Regions from separate parts of the Sus scrofa genome. Here region 1 is linked to region 2. The links are chromatin contacts, called in public Hi-C maps. All regions are on one chromosome and are shown on one strand. Each heading gives the region's core, a stretch centred on a gene start, on an enhancer-like site or on the middle of the called end of the contact. The rest is flanking DNA. Distances are from core to core; before and after follow the strand shown. Region 1 holds the start of SLC30A9 (solute carrier family 30 member 9). Region 2 holds the start of TMEM33 (transmembrane protein 33).

Region 1 (5,540 bases), core at 260-2,759, 46 kb before region 2:
CTATTTCAACTTTTAACCAACACTTAAAGGGCGGTTTAGATTAAACTCAACAGCCACTCTACCTAATTTTAAGTGTAAAAAGCCAAAACTGCTTGATCAGTAGAAGCGATTATGCTAGAAAGTCTAATTGGGGATTTTGGAGTACAGTATAATCATATAATTCATTTCATTCACAAGAGAATCAGCTATATTTCCAATACAGGAAAACTCAACAGTTAAATCACTACCCAAAAGCCCCAAGAACAGTGCTGTTAAAATTAAACCTTCTGAGATTTTAAGAGCCAGTTTTTACATTCACTGTAAAAATAAGATAGGAATATGATCCTATGTTATCATAGCATAGGCATTATTATACTTTATTTTACTTATAAACTTGAATGACTAGAACTTCCAACTTCTACTGCAAAGTCACGAAACATGCTACCAGTTTTTTCAAACAAATTTTTGCGAAATGTTTCTGTAAATACTCTTCATCCCCAGGAATCTGGAAGATTCTATTAGGAGTAGAAATAGTTCTCGCTCTTCCTCATTGCTCCTATTGTTTAGCAAGTATCAAACAATCTATGGTATGGCAATTACGGCAAAAACGGATGTAAGCCTATTTAAAACCTGCAAGTTCAATGTTATTTCGGAAATTATTGGACAATTAAAATTTGAGTCAGAAAAAAAAAAGTCGAAAGAGAAGGATAAAAACTCTTGACAACCACTTTTGTTCTAGCATACGGCTCCAGCACACACGTTTTCACCAAAAATATTGTTCAACCTAACTACACTCATTCAGTAACTGTGGAATGGTCATGCCCTCATATTTAGGAATGATTCGTAAATGAGCAACCCCCAACTCCCTCCTTAGAAAATTTAATAAAACGAGTTGAGAGTACAAGAACATGAGCAGGGTAAGAATATCTGCTCAGCCAAAAGTGATCAATGAAGCTAAGGCAATGAGCTCCAAAGACTCGAACTTTGTGGAGTCAGCAATTTCCCGCTGCCTGGAGGAAGAGGCGGGGCGGTCACCGCCGGACGGTGAGATGCTCACGTAACTTATTTGCAACAAACTGGTGGGTGTCATGGATTTCTCCTGGCTCGCGAATTGCCCCCCAAGATTCTGCGGGGGCAATGCCAAGACCATAGGTGACATCAGGATCGAGGCCTGTAGGGGTCCCTGCTGGTTGGGCCTGAAAGTAAGGTGCCGGGGTGGGAGGTAGGGCAAGGCAGCGACCGGCCGGAGGCGAGGAGCCCAACGCCCAGTGGCCCAGCGTGGAGCTCGGCCTTGTCCTCCAGGCTGGCTTCCGCGGAGTCAGCGGCCGGCGCGGCACACTCACCCTGGCGGTCGCTGGAGCCGCGGGCCGCCGCCCTGCAGCGCAGACGGAGCCGGCACAGGGAGGACCAGCTGCATCTGTGGGCCGCAGCGGCGGCGGCCAAGCCCGGTAACATCCTGGCGGGGCGAAGGCCCCCAGTTGGACACCACCTTCTGCCTCCGCGCCGCCACCAACACCAACTGACTCCATAGACTGGACACTAGCTAATATCAACGCCTGCGCCGCCGCAGGCGGCCTCCACGAACCCGGAAATGGTAATATTATTAGGCGACCGGCCGCGGAGACAGCGGAAGTGACGTGCATGCGGCGCGCGAACCCTGAAAAGTTGCTGGGTGGAGCTGGATCAGCTGGGGAAGGCGTGGCTGTGCAGGAAGTTTGGCATCGGTTTTCTCCTCCGCGACTAAGCTGTAGTTTTGGTCCTTGCCTGGAGATCTATAGGTAAATTGTTTGCTTCCTAGCAGCCAGGAAGTCCTTGGCGCAGTGTGTTTGGCATCGGTTTTCTCCTCCGCGCCTGTAGTTTTGGTCCTTGCCTGGAGATCTATAGGTAAATTGTTTGCTTCCTAGCAGCCAGGAAATCCTTGGCGCAGTGTCAGCCTTTGGAGGATCTGCCTACTTTTCTTTTCTCTGGGCTCTAGATCCTAGGTCGTTATGTTGGAAATGAGGGAGGTTAAGGTTAGGTGAGAAGGAAGGACAGTGGCCTTCTGAGCCCCTCTCTTTGGATCCTTCTTGGAGAAGCCAGAGCTTAAGGTGTCCTCAGCAGTCTGTGAACCTGTACCACAGTACATTGCAACACCGTTGTTTAGCCAGTAATGTGAAGGCAAATACCCTTAGAGTCATTTATTTGCCCTACTAACCATTGAACCTCAGATTCCTGTCTGTAATAGTGAAATAAGACTTAGGCTTTCATGGTTTTTTGGGGTAAAGGAGATGTGCAGACGTGTAAATAACAGTCAGTGTGGTCTCAGGGAGAGAGAGACCAGGACAGTATTCACCAAGCATTAACTGTTGTTTCTCTGATGTGTTCATTCAGGTGTCAGCTCAAACTGGAGAGACACCAAGCAGGGCCCTGTGGGGCCCCTGGGCATAAGGCTTTCTGTGTCCCCCATTTCTTGTTTTTGGGACTAAGCTTCAGTTTTCATGACCTTCCTTGAGTTCCAAAGGGCAGGTTCAAACAGTTGCTAATCTGGGACTAGGGAGGAACAGTCAAGAAACTATAGTGCAAGAGTTCCTGTGGTGGCTCAGCAGTAATGAACCTGACTAGTATCCGTGAGGACACATGTTTGATCCCTGGCCTCACTCAGTGAGTTAAGGATCCAGCATTGCCATGAGGTGTGGTATAATCCACAGACGCAGCTTGGATCTGGCATTGAGCTGTGACTGTGGCATAGGCCGGCAGCTACAGTTCCGAGTAACAATATTTTTGAGTTCTGCAGAACCATAACCCCCAACAGATGGAAACCAAAGAGGAAGAACTCCCCCCCTCTCCGCCCAAACCCAGTCCTGGGGCCATTGAACACCAAATTCAGAGAAGAATTTAGCTTGCCATCTACCCTGATCCTTATCTGTGGCCCTGTTTTCTTCTCCCAAACTATAAAACCACTTCCTAATCTCTCCGAAGGGAGGGCACAGTCTTTAGGAGGCCTGCTGTGGCCTCTTTTGCCCGGCAAAGCTATAAAGCTGTTTTTTTCTCCTTCACTCAAAACTCTGTCTGTGAATTTCTATTCAGCACCAGTGGACAGAGTTTTGGCAACAAGAGGGCTGCCTTGACCACTCTAGCCATTGTAGGGAAGCAAAATTTGGCACCCTAGAATGGGTTTCTTTGGCACAAGAATTAATTTAGACTGGTTTTTAAGTACCAAAAGACTCATCAGCTTTGACCTTTCTCCTAACTACCTAATAGAATGTAGATTGAGGGCCTCTTCCTAGAAGGGAGTTATCACCATAGATAAGCATATTAAGAACTAGGTGAGCATCCCTGCAAAGTCTTTGTTAAAATTCCTCCTGGTCCTATTGTCTCTGCAGGCCCAGCAAACATTTGTTTCCTGAATATTCTCTTTTTTTTGTCTCCTTGTCAGTTGCCTTCCTCCCCTTTAAAGTCTCAGGCTACTACCCCCAACGTTGTCTTTTGTCTTTAGCTGAAGTCGGTATTCCAGGTGAGAGTTTCTGGACATTTTAGAGAATTGCTCAGTTTTCTTGGGTCTCACCCAAGAAATAATATACACATTATTAAACTTTTGTTTGATTATCTCTGTTAATCTTTTCATGTTGATTTAATTCTTAGACCTGCCGGGAGGACTTGAAACTGAAACACCTCTGACTTGAACCCAGCCTAAACCCAGATCAGGACTCAAACCCATGGTTTTTTAATTAGAATCACTTACGAGGTGTTTGGACTTAGTGAGGCTTAGATTCTTTGTGTCTCAGGGAAGGAAGTCAGCTAGAGACAAAGTAATAGGCAAGAAATAGATTTATTAAGATAGGACACTTGTGAGGGATACAGGCAGGCAGGCTTGGCTCTGAGGATGATGTGGGCTACATTTTTATAATCTAAGGAAAGGGGGGAGGGGAAAAAGACCACCTTCCTCATCCTGCAAGTAGACGTCAGGCGTACATCCTTAGCTCCTCTTTCATATTGGGTAAGAGAGTATTTGGCCCTATGAGGTCAAACTAGGACTGTCAGGGTGCTTACTCAGATCAGCAGAAGGATGGTAACATGTGCTGTAATGTATGTTGAATTAGCTCAGGTTTCCATATAGTGAGAGTTTCCTACTTTGGAATGTCACCATTCCATTAAATTCCTGTCCTCGGTCCTAAGGATTATTATCTTCCTGAACTTGAATGCAGGCCTCATTTTATCTTTTACTTTAATGAGCTGAGATATGCCTCTGGTCATCTTTTCTTTATGGTTTTATAGGTAAGCAAGGCTCCTTCTTTCCAAGACATTCTGAGGGCTTTCTTGAGCCATTATTAACTTACAGTGGTCTCCCAAAGTCCCAAGGTTTCCCTCTCTATCTGTGGTCCCCTACTGGGATTTCTGCAACTACTTGTTAACTATCCTACTGTATCCCTACCAGACTTAGAAAGATAGCAGAAGATGTCTTTCTCCCCCATGCTATAACAGGCCTGTTTATTTTCTACCCTGTTGCCCTGTATACTTTTTTTCAAAATGCCTATAGAAATTTGAAATGATCTGTCTATATATATTTTCTGGCTCTCAGAATAAAAAATAAGCATCATGATGCTGGAATCTTGTGTTTGCACATTGCTTTTTCCCAGGGACTAAAACTGCCTAACACAAATACATTAATTGAATGGAAATCATGGTGGTTTTAGGACTACTGTTAGCTATAGCTCTGCTGTTGTCAAACCCAAGTTCCTGTGCCCGATGCACAAGTGAGGGCAAACAAACCAAAATGTCAGAGTTTGGAGCAGAGAAAGTCTTATTGCTGGGCCAAGCAAGGAGAACGAGCAGCTCATGCTCAAAAAGCCAGAACTCCTAGGTTTTCAGAAGGAGTTTTTATGGGCAGAATTTGGGGGAAGGTCGGCAAGGGGTATGACCTTTTTTTTGTCAGTGGTAAGGTAACTGGGTGATGTTCCATGAATCTCAGTCATGAACCCTCTGGTTCCAACCAGTCTCTGGTCCACAAGCTTCTGCTCATGCTATCCTTCACCTGGATGGGAGCTTTAGTTCACCTAGAAGAACTCAGAGATGACATTGCTATGTATATCCATTCGCCAGGAGCCAGGACCCTGCTTTAGTGCTGCACTATTGTTTATTGACTGCTCCTCCTATGTTTCTGCATTCTCTCCCTTCCCTAATTAGTAACTGAATCTGCCCTTTGGAATTCTGGCAAAGTCTGGGAGGCTGAAGCCTTTTTCCTACAAATAAGAAACAGGGGGACACGAAGAGGCCCTGCAGGGTCCTGCTCGGTTTCACTGCAAAATAACTGATCCACAGGGAAATCAATTAGTATATCTCCAATTTTAAGAGAATCAGCACTTTTTTTTTTTTTTTTAGGGCTGCACCTCCGGCACATGGAGGTTCCCAGGCTAGGGATCCAGTCCGAGCTACAGCTACCTCCTACACCACAGCAAGCCACAGCAACGCCAGATCCTTAACCCACTGAGCTAGGCCAGGGATCGAACCCAAACCACATGGTTCCTAGTGGGATTAGTTTCCACTGTGCCACTACTAGCTCTGAGAATGAGTGGTCTTTTACA
Region 2 (5,268 bases), core at 1,211-3,710:
TTTTTGAGACTCTAATTGATTTTTGCATTAAGGCTCAATACAGACATGTGAGTATATGAACTAAACAAAAATTTCACTAAACAATACTTATGTCTACTATGTGTGGTGTATTTTGGTATTTTGTATTCTATTTAATGTTTTAGAAATACTATTTCCACTAAAAATTTCGAAACTCACTAATAGGGCTTAAAGTGGAATCTAAAACACTACTCAATCTAATTATCTTCTGAAACAAGACATAAACTTCTGGGAAAAAAATACAAGTATATTTTAAAATTCAAGGATTTTTTTTATTGCATGCTTTCTAACAGTGTGCAAGCAATTTCAGATAAATGCCTCCTCTGGTTTATTCTATCCAAACCTACTAAGCTGTGACTCCTCTAAATTTAAATGGTCACCAGTAGTCAAGGGGAAGGATTAATCCAGCTTACAGCACTCAGTTTCTTTACAAACATTCAGATTCTACATGATAGTCTGAAATTTAATTTTAGAACATTTTCTTTCAAACCTGTTGTTGGAGTTCTCTGGTGGCCTAGCAGTTAAGGGTCGGGTTGTTACTGCTGTGGTATGGGTTCAGTCCCTGGCCTGGGAACTTCTGCATGCCACCGGCACAGCCCAAAAAAAAGCAAAAACCAAACCCAAACCTATTTGTTTAGGGTGTTCATTTTGTGATAAATAATTGAGCTTTGCATTTCATCTTGTATACTTTTACGCGTGTGTATTTTACAACACAATTAAGAAAGGTTTTAAAAAAGGATACTGGTTTATATTTTAAGAGTGAACTGAATGACCATGTTATAAATAATTCAAGCAAAAAATATCAAAGGACCTTTGGGTGAAAAAATCGATTAAGGTGAAAAATTATTCACACAATCTCTGTCTTACCACAGAATATCTTTTATTTACAAAAGGAAAAAAGTTACCTTTACAATAGAAAGTCTAGTGGACACCACCTTAACCAAATGATCAAACTTAACATCTCCAATGAACATCAACATAAAATGCTTCCTGATAAATATATAATATATATACACAGTTCACTAAGAATGGAATATCACTTATGTAATATTATTACCAAAATACTTAACCTGAATCTAGTCATGGTGGTTGGGGGAGGGGGGGAATCAGACAACTCCAATTTGAGGAACATTCTTCAAAACAACAGGTCTGGACTCTTAAAAGACAAAAAATGGCAGGAGGGCAAGGGAACTGTTCCAGACTAAAAGGGACCAAAGGCCAGTAAATGTAATAATGCACTTTTTCCATCCAGTGTCGATAAGGAGGAAGCAGCTTTAAAGGACAACTTTGAAAGTTCGAATATGAATTGTATATTAGGTAATAACATGTATCAATGTTAGGAATTTCCCAAAATTAACTGCAAAAAATGCTGCGATAACTGCATTGTGATCACGTAGAATATTTAAGTCTCATGGGTTAATCATCATGATGTATATACATGGTTCAGCAAATGGTTCGGCAAAGTAAAGAAAAAAAGAAAAAGTGTGCATATAAAAAGAGGTTAGAAATGTTTAAAAAGAAAAAAGTGACTCGCTCAATTCACGTACAGTGTTTAACATTAGAGGGCAATTATGCTTCCGGTACAAACACGTAGTAAGCAGCAGATCTGCATTTTAAAAATAACATTTACAAAGCGTAACGATATTTTTCTTCGTAAAATGACAAATGGGGGGGAAGATCGCTCTCCCCCCTTTATGTAATTTCTATCTAAAGGCATAAAACAGGCAGAACGGTTCTCTGCCAGCACAGGTGTACAGAATGAAGCGTTTATCTTGATACCTCAGGCGGCATCTTCAACCTTGGGACCTAGGACAGAGACCGAGGGGTGGGAAGGGACAAGAAGGCCGAATTTCCACGGCGTACAGGTGCGCATACAGGTGTGGGCCACTGTTCAAGGCCGGCCTGTTGTCGCTTCCGAAAGAAACTTATAGCTCCCTCTAACATCTTCGCTCTCAATCAGCCTCTCACCACCCTCACCCCAAGCTCTAATCCCAACCTGAAAGCAATGAGCCTCTGGAACGCCGCGAACCCGACTTGCAACATTTCCTGCTCCTTTCTGACGCTAGCAAGTCAAACCAGACGACCCTGCCTGCTCACTTACCACCGCGCCCCCTTGGGGGCCATTCGGAGCTGTATCCGCCATGCGGGGCTCACACGCGCGCCTGGGACGCTGCAATCGGCAAGAGTAAAGAAAGAAGGAAGGTCAGCGCCTGGGCTACGACTCTGGGAGCCGGCTTCCCTGCCCCGTGCCAAAGCTCGCCGCTTCGGTGCAGCGGACAGTCCCGCAGGGCTCCCGCAGTGTCCGGGAAATACCTGTCCCGCACAGCCAAGCTCAAAAGCTGGGTTTCTAGAAAGAACGAATCGAAGGCGGAGCTTCGGAACAAGGCCCTACAAGACCGATCCAACGCACCCGGCTCCAAGTTAATTGCCGAACCCGGAAGTGCTCCCTTTACTTCCGTGGGGAAGATGCGGTGACGCAGAGAGGAAACCCGAAGGGGTGCCCTGAGGCATGACGGGAAGTGTAGTTTTTCTGGTTTCGGCTCGGCTTCCCTCATCGTGCACGCCCATTGATTGGCTCTGTAAGCTAAGAAGCAAGGTTGGCGACACAACTTTTCTCTCATCGTCAGCTCACAGGTTGTTCTTCCTGCCCATGGCCAAACCACATAGTCTCTCTGCTTCCTAATATAGATGCCTTATAGGTGTTTAATTTGCTGTTTTCTTCCAGGGGCTCGCGAGGCCCTGTGGTCTGCTTCTAAGGTTGATTCTTTCAATGAGCAATTCTTGAGACCTACTATGTGACAGGCTCCATACTTGGCAGGGAAGATAAAAAGATGATTATGAGACTGCCGCAGAGATACGTAAACTGAAATTACAGCACAGTACTTGTGTAATATGCACAGAGCCCGAGTTAATCACAGGGAGCACATAGAGAAGACCTGAATCTGACAGGTCCCGGAAGGGTTCCTGGAAAATCGAATTCTGGCCCTAAGTTTTGAAGGACAAAGAAAAGTTGGCTAGGTTGGGGAGGAGATTCCAGACAGCAGCAGAAAGTGCTGGAAACAAAAGGGCCACAATGAAGGTGCCTGTGTGTGTGTGTGTGTGTGTGTGTGTGTGTACATGCACACGCAAGATTTGAGCTAGAGAGGCTAAACATTCTCTAAAGAATTTTTTTTTCTTTTTCTTTTTAGGGCCACACCTGTCACATATGGAAGTTCCCAGGCTAGGAGTTGAATTGGAGCCGAAGCACTGGTCTCCACCACAGCTGGATCCTAGCCAGGTCTGTGACCAACACCACATGTCACAGCAACGAGGGATTCTTAATCCACCGAGCAAGGCCAGGGATCCAAGCCGACTCCTCATGGATACTAGTTGGGCTTATTACTGCTGAGCCACAATGGGAACGCCCTCTCTAAAGAAATTGTTGACAGAATATTTACTCTAAATCTAATCCAGCCCATCTAGACCTAATTTACCATTTATAAAAATGTGAGGAGACAGAGTACCACGTCAAACAACATCATGAGACAAAAATCAAAATGCAGTATCTTCTACAAAATAATTGGCCTGGACCCTTCAAGAAGTATCATTTTAAAGTGTGGGAGAATTATTTCAAATTAAAAGCATGTACAAAGTCATAGCAGCCAAGTACATGGTTTGATTGTCTAGATTCTAGGTTGGGAAATAGCAATAAAAGAAATTTGGGGATAATTATAGACATTTGATTATGGGATGATATTAGAGGATATGTAGTTATTGTTAATTTTTTTTGAGGGGTATATGACTTAGAGGCAAAGTTTCAGGATGTGACATATTCAAAAGTTTCAGCAAATTAAAATCTAGGTAAAAGAATGGACAGATCAAACAAAAGCAAATGTGGAGAGATATTAATAATTGTTAAGTCAAGATGGAAAAGATAAGTATTCATTCTGTTATTCTCTGATTTCATCTCTGTGTTCAAATTTTCCATATTAAAATTTTTTAGAAGAGAATAGAATTTTGTAGTAGCAATATAATGCTTTCTGAGGTTTTTTAATTTTTTAAAGAATAGTTGATTTACAGTGTTCTGTCAATTTCTGCTGTATAGCAAAGTGATTTAGTCATATGTATATGTACATTCTTTTTCTCATATTATGTTCTATCATGTTCTATCACAAGTGATTGAATTATAGTTTCCTGTGCTATACAGCAGGTCTTCATTGCTCATCCATTCTAAATGTAATTGTTTGCATCTACAACCCCAAACTCCCAGTCCAAAAAAAAAAAGCAGGAGTTCCTGTCATGGCTCAGTGGTTAACAAACCTGACTAGTATCCATGAGGACCCAGGTTTGATCCCAGGCCTTGCTCAGTGGGTTAAGGATCTTGGTGTTGCCGAGAGCTGTGGTGTAGGTCACAGACGCGGCTCAGATCCTGTGTTGCTGGGGCTATGGTGTAGGCCCATATCCATAGCTCTGACTTGACCTTGTCTGGGCCCTAAAAAGAAAAAAAAAAAACCCTCCCAGTCCATCCCAGTTCCTCCCCTTCTCCCTTGCTAATCACAAGTCTGTTCTCCATGTTTGTGAGTCTGTTTCTGTTATTTAGATAGGTTCGTCTGTGCCATATTTTAGATTCCACATATAAGTGATATCATATGGTATTTATCTTTCTCAAACTTGCTTCACTTAGTATGTGAATCTCTAGTTGCATCCATGTTGCTGCAAATGGCATTACTGTGTTCTTTTTATGGCTGAGTAGTATTCCACTGCATATATGTATCACATCTTCTTAATCTAAATGCGATCTGTCGATGGACATTTAAGTTGTTTCTATGTCTTGGCTATTGTGAATCATGCTGCAATGAACATAGGGGTGCATGTATACTTTTGAATGAAAGTTTTGTCAGCATATATGCCCAGGAGTGGGATTGCTGGGTCATATGATAGTTCTATATTTAGCTTTCTGAGGAAACTCCATACTGTTTTCCATAGTGGTTGTGCCATTTTACATTCCCACCAACAATGTAGGTGGGTTCCCTTTTCTCCACCCCCTCTAGAGCATTTGTTATTTGCGTGCTTCCTGAGTTTTAATATGCCAAAAATCATATAGCCATTTATTTCCCAGTATCATATGTAATGATCAGTCATCTGCCAACTCAGTTTGGTTCTCCAATGGCATTGAAAACAAATAATTGAAAAGTGAACAACAGCAAAATATGTCACTTTGGCATAAGGGTTATTTTAAGCTGAAGGCAATTGAGAAGCAGCACTTACAAG

The links. Hi-C and Micro-C count contacts between places; a contact is called where the count stands out from the background.
Region 1: a Hi-C map of liver shows a contact between it and region 2, with 6 times the contacts expected there. The contact joins the promoter of SLC30A9 here to the promoter of TMEM33 in region 2. A contact is called at or near these places in 1 of 5 promoter capture datasets (liver), 5 of 47 Hi-C or Micro-C datasets (heart right ventricle, liver and skeletal muscle) and 2 of 2 datasets of contacts at active chromatin or transcription factors (alveolar macrophages and skeletal muscle).

Annotation. Positions count from the first base shown.
Region 1 is chr8:33,054,635-33,060,174 of Sscrofa11.1, reverse strand. SLC30A9 (solute carrier family 30 member 9) reads right to left here and starts at 1,509. Exons shown (of 18, transcript NM_001137632.1): 1 at 1,323-1,509. The coding sequence starts at 1,434.
Region 2 is chr8:33,009,761-33,015,028 of Sscrofa11.1, reverse strand. TMEM33 (transmembrane protein 33) reads right to left here and starts at 2,460. Exons shown (of 8, transcript NM_001244343.1): 1 at 2,429-2,460; 2 at 2,120-2,188. The coding sequence starts at 2,161.